Linked DNA regions of Mus musculus: all the other regions are linked to region 1. The links are chromatin contacts, called in public HiChIP or PLAC-seq maps. All regions are on one chromosome and are shown on one strand. Each heading gives the region's core, a stretch centred on a gene start, on an enhancer-like site or on the middle of the called end of the contact. The rest is flanking DNA. Distances are from core to core; before and after follow the strand shown. Region 1 holds the start of Col23a1 (collagen, type XXIII, alpha 1). Region 2 overlaps Col23a1 (collagen, type XXIII, alpha 1). Region 3 overlaps Col23a1 (collagen, type XXIII, alpha 1).

Region 1 (3,200 bases), core at 284-2,783:
AAAGGTAACTAGGACAGATGTCCCCATCTCCTGATTAATCATGAAGGGGACTGAGAACGAGGCCACCTCAGATTGGGCAGTCTGGGACAGGCTCTGGAAACCTTGACTTCAGGATTAGGCGCTTGCTCTTCACAGTCTGGGAGGAAGGCTAATCCACATAGGTATCTGACAAGAATAAAGACCCAGGGAGCAATCGCCCTGTTCAATACACAGACGCTTCTAGAATGAAACAGTACCCATTAACACTAACACTGGTAGGTAATGGGTAGTGAGAATGGGTGCTAACTTGTAATACGGTGTTGGCGTCTTTTCAGAGACTTCAGTAGACTGTCAGGTTTGCTTGGCAAGAGGTTTTCAGAATATTTGTTGGGCACAGGCACAGTTTTCACACAGGGCCAAGACTTTATAACCACTACCAGAAACTCCACTTTACCTGAGGCCACAGCCTCCAACCCCAGGAAGTTTTAGTTCAGAGGGTCTTGCCAGCTGGGTGATTTCCCTTTTAATTAGGGGAGTAGGAGTGTTGCTGGGTCTCAACAGGCTTTAAGAATACAGAATGGATAATGCAGCCACAGAAATTAAGAAGACAGCCACAGGAGAGTCAGAAGGGAAGGTGGAAAATTATCTAAAACCCACTCCATCACGTGTGCCCCTTACCAGGCTCCAAACTCAGGACTGACTCTTCTCGAAAGGGTGTCCCAGGAGTTAATGTGACAGTTACTTGAGACCAGTTTTGAGGTATAAATATGCCTTGTGGGGGCCCTGGCAGCTAAAACCTGGATTCCAACTTCAGCCTCTCTGGCCATCCCTGTAAGTGGATGGCTTTCTCTTTGGGCCCGATTGGTGTCCTAATGTAACTGTGGTTAAGACAAGTCAGTATGATGCATTCCAGATTTGGGTTTGGGCTAAGTCTGTCCCTGCAGAATTCAAGGTATACCAAGTTTTAGACACTTTTCCCATTTGTTTTTTGTCTGCTTCCTGAACTAACTGCTCCCTCTGGTTCAGGAAAGAAGTATGAGCTTTTTTGTCTAGTGTCCATGCCTGAGTTGCTATGGTGAACATTGACTATAAGAGGTGCCTAGTTTGCCTCCTTCCTTGTCTCTTATTCTCCTTATTTCTCTCTTTCCTTCCACATTCCTCTCACTAGTTTTCCTCTTTCCTTCCTTTGTTTCTCTTTCTCTTTGATTCTCGGTTACCAAGTCTTCCTGCGCACACCCGCAGGGGTCGCTTTTGGCCACCAAGCGGCGCTCAGCTACCGTCTAGAAAGAACCTCTAACTTTCCCACAGAGTTCCAAGTTTTGCTTTGCAAGTGTCAGAAAGGTCAATCTACAAGCTTGGGGAACACTCCCAAGGCTCGAACAGTGAGTGCCTCAACCTCAGGCGGCCTGCGACAGAGCCGAGCCCGGCCGCATAGGGTGCCTCGGGTGGCACCGGCGGGGTACAGAGGCTCGCGCTCCGGGACCCGCTAGGCGAGGGCCCGGACTGCGAGGAGCTGATGAGCGCCAGGCCCCCACCACCACCCCCGCCCTCCCCGTCCGGCCGCTCCTCCCCTGGGTGGGTCCCCGCGCCTTTTCTGGCGGGGTCTATTTGCATAGAAGGAACTGCCCGCAGTGGCCGCTGAGTCTGAGCGGGCGGCTAGGGGGGCGTGCGCGATCCGCGGCCACCCGGACGCGGAGCCCCGCAGCCGCCGACCTGGAGCCGCCCCGGGCCGCAGCGCCGACGCAGAGCCGGCGGGTCGCCATGGGCGCGGGCGAGCGCGCGGCGGGCGGAGGAGGCGCGCAGGACCCCGGAGCGGGCTGCGGGTCGCGGGCGCTGAGCGCGCTGTGCCTGCTGCTGTCGGTGGGCTCTGCGGCCGCCTGTCTCCTGTTGGGAGCCCAGGCGGCCGCCCTGCATGGCCGAGTGGCGGCGCTGGAGCAGGAGCGCGAGCTGTTGCGGCATGCGGGGCCGTCCGGAGCCCTGGCCGCCTGGGCCGAAACGCACCTGGAGCGCCTGTTACGGGAGGTGAGGGCGCGCGATCGCCGGCCGGGGGATGTCCCGCTTCACGAGGGGGTGTAGGGCTGCGGGGGCGGCGTTGATCGTCACCTTCAGGAGCAGGACTCACCTAGTGGATTGCACTGGGGTCGCTGGTGGGGAAGGGTCCTGCTGTCCAGCTTCTGTGCCGGGACTTGCTTCTGCAGGAAAAACAACTTAAAGGGCTGTTTAGGTAACACTAAGGGGCTATGGTAAAGAAAGACCTTGGGGTAACAACAGTCCTGAGTGCGGAGTCTCTACTGAAGTGTGTGCTCAGACCCACAGCCTCTGCCTGCTCTCCAGCGCTGGAGATACTAATGAGGCTCTTGCGTTCCCACGGCTAGTCTGCCTGAAACAGTCCGGACCACCTCAAGGCTCAGGCCAGCCCTTCCTCTGTGTCCGGGAAGGTTAGGTTGGGAGCGGCTCTGGCCTAGATGTGCTGTGTTCCTTAGCTGGCCCACTAAAACTGTGCATCGAAGACTAGGACACAGCTGAGCTAGCTGCCTCTGTGCGCGTTTGGCTGGGTGGTGATCTCTACAGGCCACCCCCAAAGCGTCTTAGGTTTGTTTTCCGAGGGTTAAGACTCCTGTTTTGAGCCTGCCCTGGTGGCATCTGTAATTCCAGAATTTAGGAGGCTGAATTGTGTGAATCTCTCTACAAGTTGGGGGCTGGCTTAAACTATATAGTTGAGATGCAGGTCCAGCCTGGGCTTCAGAACGAAAATAAATAAATAAATAAATAAATAAATAAATAAATAAATAAATGCCAACCATTGGGCATATTGATGAGCGCCTTTAATCCCAGCACTTTGGAGGCAGAGGCATGAGGATCTCTGAGTTTGAGGTCATCCTGTCCAGGACAGCCAGAGGAAGACCCTGTCTCAAGAAATCAAAACAAACAACAAAAACAAAAGAAGATGGCCATTGTATGCCTGGACTTCTGATCTTCTGTCTACTGATACTCCATCTGACAATACCTGGCCAGAACCTCTACCCTCGGTACAGCAAGCCTCTTGCCTGTAGAACTGTGGCATACACCCGCACACTACAGTTTCTCTCAGCTCTGCCTCCCTTATAGGAATGGTTCACCTCCTCCTAGAGGAGGTGGTTGCCCCAGATCTAAAGGCGGGGGTGGGGGTGGGGAGTCAATCCTAAGGACAGTAGAAAATGAACCTTGCTTGTGGGAGAGGA
Region 2 (2,826 bases), core at 90-2,589, 180 kb after region 1:
ATATTATGGTGTTTTATATATGTTTACTGTATAAAATAGCTGAACCCAGCTCATTAGCATATCTGCCACCTGGCATATAGCATATGGTTATGGCTAGAACATTGTAGTTAAGCAGTGGTGTATGCGTCTCTTGAGTTTACTCCCCTAACTGAAATTGTGTGTCCTTTGACTAGCTGTTCCCTGCCTCTGCCACCCACAGTTCCACTCTCTGGTTCTGTGACTGTCACTTTTGAAGATCCTGTTGGTCAGTTAAGTCACACAGTGACGAAGGGCTGGTAAAGACAGGCCTATCCCCAAGGCTCATGTGCCACCTGGGGTTGGCCAAAATGCACAGCAAGCTCCAGGTTCTGTGAGAGACTCTGTCTCAAAAAATAAGGGGAAGGGTCACGGGAAGGGGGGGCATGCTGATGTCATTCTCTGGTCTCCAAATACATCTGCATAAGAATGGACACCAGGACAGATAGACAGACAGATAGACAGACAGACAGGAAAAAGCACCAAGACAGAACCTCCCCTCCCTTTTCAGGCCTTAGAATTCCTCCTCCTTGCCCCCCTGCCATAGCCCTACGGATTATTTCTCACTCTGTGTTTCATGAATTGAAAGCTCTAGATGTGATAGGTCTGCCCAGAATTGCTTGGTTCTATGTCTTGTTTCTAAATGTCCATACCTGTCCTCTTAACATGCCTAAGCCGTCACCATTCGAGCCCATGCTCAGGTAAAGCCTTCTATGATCCCCACGTGTAGAAACTGTGACCCCACGCCATCCGTTTCTGTACATGAGGCATCTCCCTTAGGGAACTTGTCCCTGGGCCATGGCCCACCACCTAGCCTGGCAAATGAGCTGTGTGAGAGCAACAGCTGGGTCTCATCTTTCTCCATCTTTTTAAGTGGCTGGCTCCGGCAGGGGCCCTCAGTGGTGGTGGGCATTCCCCTAAGAAGCCTGCACAAGCTGGTTTGTGTGCATCGTTGTGAGCAATGCAGCTGTCTCAGCAGTGAGCATGATGTGCTAGGAAGACGAGCCATCCAGTGGGAGAGTGACAGAGGACATTTGCTCAGAAACAGACTATGAGGACTCCTCTGCCGTAGTTGGCTTTGGATTGGCCCCCAGCTCCCTAACACTTCAGGGCTCTCAGCTTCCACAAGAGAGCATGCTACCCACCTAGAGGTCTCGTGCATTCCATTCTGAAGTGGGGATAGACTTCCCAGCACCCCAAGGGAACATTCTCACCCTAAGTAAGGGGCTCAAGCTCTGCTGAATCCGCAAGTATATTTCTGCGTCGGGACAGTGGCGTGGGGGAGGGGCCTTCCACCACTCACTTGAGTTTGATAAGCTAGCTGAGCCTCAGAGGCGAAATGGGGGCCACAGAGAAGGGTGACCTGCCCAAGTCCGCTAGCCTCATCTACCTTGGAACTCTTGTCAGTTTAATTACCAGCAACAGGCTTCAGCACAGCAGCCCACATCTGGATAGCATCAGTGGAGTTGGAGCAGATACCGCCAGCCGTTTCCAGGCCGCCCCAGCCTGTGCTGATTTATATCCCATCGATAGCCTCAGAACGATTCGGCCACAGGGAACTCCTAGACCTGACCACAAGCGACTTTTGTCTGATAGCCAATGAGCTGCCTAACAGTCACACCGCAACCACTCCAAGAAGGGTTGCAAATGCAGAGTGTGCAGAACTCAGTGTCAACAAACACTCAACCGTGTGCCCACATCCTTCCAAGCCTGTATTCCAGATGCCTGAAACTCCGAGGTGGGGAAAGCACAGTCCAGCTGCTGTGGCCATGCAGGCTGGCATCCCATCGCCAAGTGGGTCACAGGACGGTAGAGGAGAGCAGGGCCTCACTCCCTAGATGCACGAGCGAGTCAGACAAGTCTCCAGAGAGGAGATGACATCTGAATGCCGGAGAGACTCTGACAAGCACTGAAGCAGGGAGAGGGGGGGACACTTAGTGTGGCGACTGTACTGTGTTGTCTAAAGCAGGTGCTTTGTTGGTCCTAGAAAGAGGTGAGGGTGGGGAGGGAAGTCAGACAAAGACACAAGACTTATTCTGGTTGTAGTAGAGGGTTTCCTGGGGAGGAAGCATGATCTGAAATCACTCTCTCAGAGACAGGGTGGCAAATGTCTAGAAAGGTGGGAGTGAGAAGGAGGTGAAGGCTCAGAGGAGGCTGGAGATTAAACTATATGGGAGAGATGGAGAGGCAGATGGGAACCTGCCCTGGGGCTGGGGCTGGGGGGCGGGGCAGTTGAGGGGCTGGAAAAGAGACTTTATTGGCCTTATGGAACTCAATGTGCAGAAAGGATAATGGTGCTCTAGCACCCAAAGATGGGGCAAAGGTATGTCACAGGCACAGAGCACATCTTGGCCATAAGCAAGGACGCCACTCTGCCCGCAGCAGTGAAGTGAGGCTGGGCGCGGCATCTCCAGCCAGCAGAGTCTCAGAGCGACTGCCTGGACTGCTCAAGTCACGGCGATCCCTCAGGCAGTGAGAAGATGAGGGCCTCCAAGCTAACAATTGCGAGCCCGGGGGAAGGCAAGGCCAGGAGGAAGCTAAAGCTAAGCCTTGACCTGCAGCCCAAGGTCATACTCAGAGCCTGCAGGGCCTGGCGAGGTCACACTGAGCTCCGGATGCCACCGCCATGGGTACCCCAACCACGCGCATCAAAGCAGCCTGCTCTCCCCCTCCCACCCTGGCTGCCTGAACAGGGTTTCCTGTGAGCAGCTGGACCTGGGTCTCGGTTATTTATCTAATGTTCTTGGATGCAGTCCCAAGAAAACAGTGTTGCTTATTTAGGGGGAAAAAAATACATACAAAGCAACATTG
Region 3 (2,857 bases), core at 85-2,584, 210 kb after region 1:
AAGGCACAGGGTGGGCTATCAGTGTGTCCTTTGTTGGTGGGTAGGTGGGTGGGTGGACCAGTGGACACACAAGTGGATAGGACAGACAGATGAATAGCCAATAAGATAAATGAGCAAAGACTGATAAATTAATGGGTGGATGGGAGGATGGAAGGATAGATGGCAGGTGAATGGATGGATGGATGGATGGATGGATGGATGGATGGACAGATAGATGGAAGTGTGGATGAATGGAGAGAAAGATGCACCAACAGAAAGACAGATAGTCAAAAGCATGAATGAACAATGATTTGTGAATCAATGGATGGGTGGGTAGGTGAGTAGATGATAAATGGATAGGAAGACAGATGAGAAAGGGAGGGAGGGAGGAAGGGAAGGAGGGAGGGAGGGAGGGAAGGATGGATTGGGTGGAATGAGTGAATGGATGTATGGGTGGATACATGAACAGTCAAAAAGGTGAAGAAAGATTAATCAATCAATGGATGGATGAATGGATGGATGGATGGTTGGATGGATGGATGAATGGATGGATGGATGGATGGATGGATGGATGGATGGATGGATGGATGGATGAACGAACTAATGTGTAGATGGATTCACTAACCCCTGACTAAGTCTTAGGTAGTTTTATGTTTGGTTTGGTTTGGTTTGGTTTGGTTTGGTTTGGTTTGGTTTGGTTTGGTTTGGTTTGGTTTGGTTTGGTTTTTTAAGACAGAGTTTCTCTGTGTAGCTCTGACTGTCCTGGAACTTGTTCTGTAGACTAGGCTGAACTCAAACTCAGAAATCCACCTGCCTCTGCCTCCCAAATGCTGGGATTAAGGGGATAGACTTAAGTAGTTGTGTGTAGCAGTATAAACAGATGCAAAGTGACTGTGTGAGGAACAAGAATGGAGCCAAAGAAAGTGACAGAGAGTGTATCGGCCAACAGATGCAGAGAGCACCAGGGCCAAGGGTGTGGCTCCTTATAGATCACCTGCCTGCATCGTTAGAGGCTCTGAGCTCAAGAGAGAAAGCCAGAGAATGTGAGTTGAAGAAATGCCCCTCTGGACAGATGAGCGGCTGCTCACACCTCTCTGCTCTTTTCTAAGTGTTCCTTGTCTATAAGATAAAGGGATTGTTCCCGAGGTTCCAGTGAGCCAGAGCTCAGAGAAAGGAACCATAAGCACTCTGAGAAAAAAGAAAAAGAAAGAGTTAATTCTAAATAAACTTTGAATACGCTTCCAAGTCTGTTTGGAAAGCGCAGTGGTGGCTTTCATGAGGGTAAAGTCTAAGTGTTCCTTTCGGAGCTGTGTTTAGGGACGCTCAGCCATGCAGGCATTCCCCGGAGCTGGTGCTAAAATGCGTAGGAGACAAGAAACATATGGCGGACGACGATGTCAGGCAGGCTTACCGTGAGCATATGGGTTCTCTGTTGATGGAATATTCAGCAAGTGTTCCAGAGAGAGGGTCTTTCCTGAGATGGGAACCAGTGAGAATAGACCCCCCCCCGACCCCCCCACCCTGCTCATAAATCCTTGGAGAAAAAAACAGGCCTGTCTCCCACACACATGCAGCTAATTATCTGGGGTCTCGGGGCTCTCCCTAGGGAGTGGTTAAGAGCAGTTTACTGAGGCTAGATTCACTCAAGTATGTGCTTTTCAGTCCTACAGGGACTGTAGCAGCTTGCCCTCAGATAAGAAACTGGCATCTCGCAACCCTCACCACCAGTGGGCAGTAAGTATGGCATGGAGGCTCAGAGCACAAGAGAAGTCAGAGGTGTGAAATACGGACAAGGAACAAAGTCTGTCCCCAGACCCAACCTGCTGCTAGACACCTTGGGAGACATAGCCTTGTTCGGTGATCAGTGATGACCACCTTAGTGCAGCTTAGCTGGAGGCACCAAGAACATCTGAATAAATCCAACAGCTTCCTGCTTGTGTGGGGCTCAAGGTCTAGACAGATGGGCAAACACTGTCTTGGGTTGCTAAGGACTGCAGAAAATGACTAGCCCTCATCCAAAGGTGAGCAGGCAGGGAGGAGATGACATAACCCCATGTCCTAGCTGAATCCTGAGGACGGGTAGGAGTTTCTCCCCCAACAAGACATAAAGAATGGATACTGAAGATACGGGAGAAACAGCTCGGTGGAGAGTGTGCATCTGGGCAAAGAGGGGCAGGCAGAGCAGCACACAGAGAGACCCAGTCCCGTCTCAATCTCCGCCAGGCAGCTGTGTGTTTCAAGAATGGCGAGACCCCATATTGTAAGGGAAACACCATAATGAGATTTACAGTAGGGAAATATCCTCCTGACCATGCGACAGCAAATGCAAAGCAGAAGGCAAGAGAGGAAACGGAGAGACACAGGCTCGAGGCTATGCCCATGCACAGAAAAGACAGTGCTGGGCCTGGGGGGAACAGAAAGAGGCAGATGGGCTGCAGGGCCTGAGTTCGGTTAGGTTATTTACCCCTCACAACTACAAAAGTGGAAGAACAGTACTTGCCTCATGGTGTTGCTAGAAGGTCGCAGTTCCTACACATACTGTTTAGAGCCGAGACGACACTCTCTGAAATAGGATTCGCTGCCCTCGGTAAGGCGGTCAGTAGACAGAAATGGTGGGTGTGATGAGTCTGCCCACACCCTTGGGGCTCCTGGGTATGAGGCAATGTCGACAGAGTCTGGGGGTTCATTTAGAGGTTAGGAGGGAGGCCTTTGGTTTAGTCTGCTTGGCCCCTGCTACTAGAACGGTGTGGGATCTGTCCTTTCTCTGCTGATCGAGAGGCAGAAGGGTATGGAGGCTTTGAGCACGAGTGTTGCTGTGGTCAGATGGCTTCAAGCCAGTGACTAGGCCTCTCTGGGTCAACTTTCTGCTTCCGGAGAA

Evidence for each region. HiChIP or PLAC-seq counts read pairs in DNA pulled down with a chosen protein or histone mark.
Region 2: a contact with region 1 is called in an H3K4me3 HiChIP or PLAC-seq map of craniofacial prominence, with 4 times the contacts expected there. The contact joins the enhancer-like site here to the promoter of Col23a1 in region 1. A contact is called at or near these places in 6 of 39 promoter capture datasets (the HPC-7 cell line, cranial neural crest, frontonasal cranial neural crest and 2 more), 3 of 484 Hi-C or Micro-C datasets (the G1E-ER4 cell line, bone marrow-derived macrophages and uterus), 12 of 115 datasets of contacts at active chromatin or transcription factors (craniofacial prominence, embryonic forebrain, embryonic hindbrain and 6 more) and 2 of 9 other capture datasets (embryonic stem cells and pancreatic islet).
Region 3: a contact with region 1 is called in an H3K4me3 HiChIP or PLAC-seq map of embryonic limb bud, with 3 times the contacts expected there. The contact joins the enhancer-like site here to the promoter of Col23a1 in region 1. A contact is called at or near these places in 6 of 39 promoter capture datasets (the HPC-7 cell line, cranial neural crest, frontonasal cranial neural crest and 3 more), 1 of 15 datasets of contacts at CTCF or cohesin (embryonic stem cells), 4 of 484 Hi-C or Micro-C datasets (bone marrow-derived macrophages, embryonic fibroblasts and embryonic stem cells), 13 of 115 datasets of contacts at active chromatin or transcription factors (craniofacial prominence, embryonic basal ganglia, embryonic forebrain and 8 more) and 2 of 9 other capture datasets (adipose tissue and liver).

The regions. Positions count from the first base shown.
Region 1 is chr11:51,288,387-51,291,586 of GRCm38.p6, forward strand. Col23a1 (collagen, type XXIII, alpha 1) reads left to right here and starts at 1,534. Exons shown (of 29, transcript NM_153393.2): 1 at 1,534-2,001. The coding sequence starts at 1,741.
Region 2 is chr11:51,467,987-51,470,812 of GRCm38.p6, forward strand. All of the region lies in intron 2 of Col23a1 (collagen, type XXIII, alpha 1), which reads left to right. Among named protein-coding and RNA genes, the nearest start is that of Phykpl, 120 kb to the right of the region's middle. Within about 2 kb of position 1,340, at least 31 of the 459 cell types and tissues checked have an H3K27ac peak or open chromatin away from gene starts, as enhancers often do. A contact at or near this core is called in craniofacial prominence, embryonic limb bud and uterus, where this site is marked.
Region 3 is chr11:51,501,182-51,504,038 of GRCm38.p6, forward strand. All of the region lies in intron 2 of Col23a1 (collagen, type XXIII, alpha 1), which reads left to right. Among named protein-coding and RNA genes, the nearest start is that of Phykpl, 82 kb to the right of the region's middle. Within about 2 kb of position 1,335, at least 11 of the 459 cell types and tissues checked have an H3K27ac peak or open chromatin away from gene starts, as enhancers often do. A contact at or near this core is called in embryonic limb bud, where this site is marked.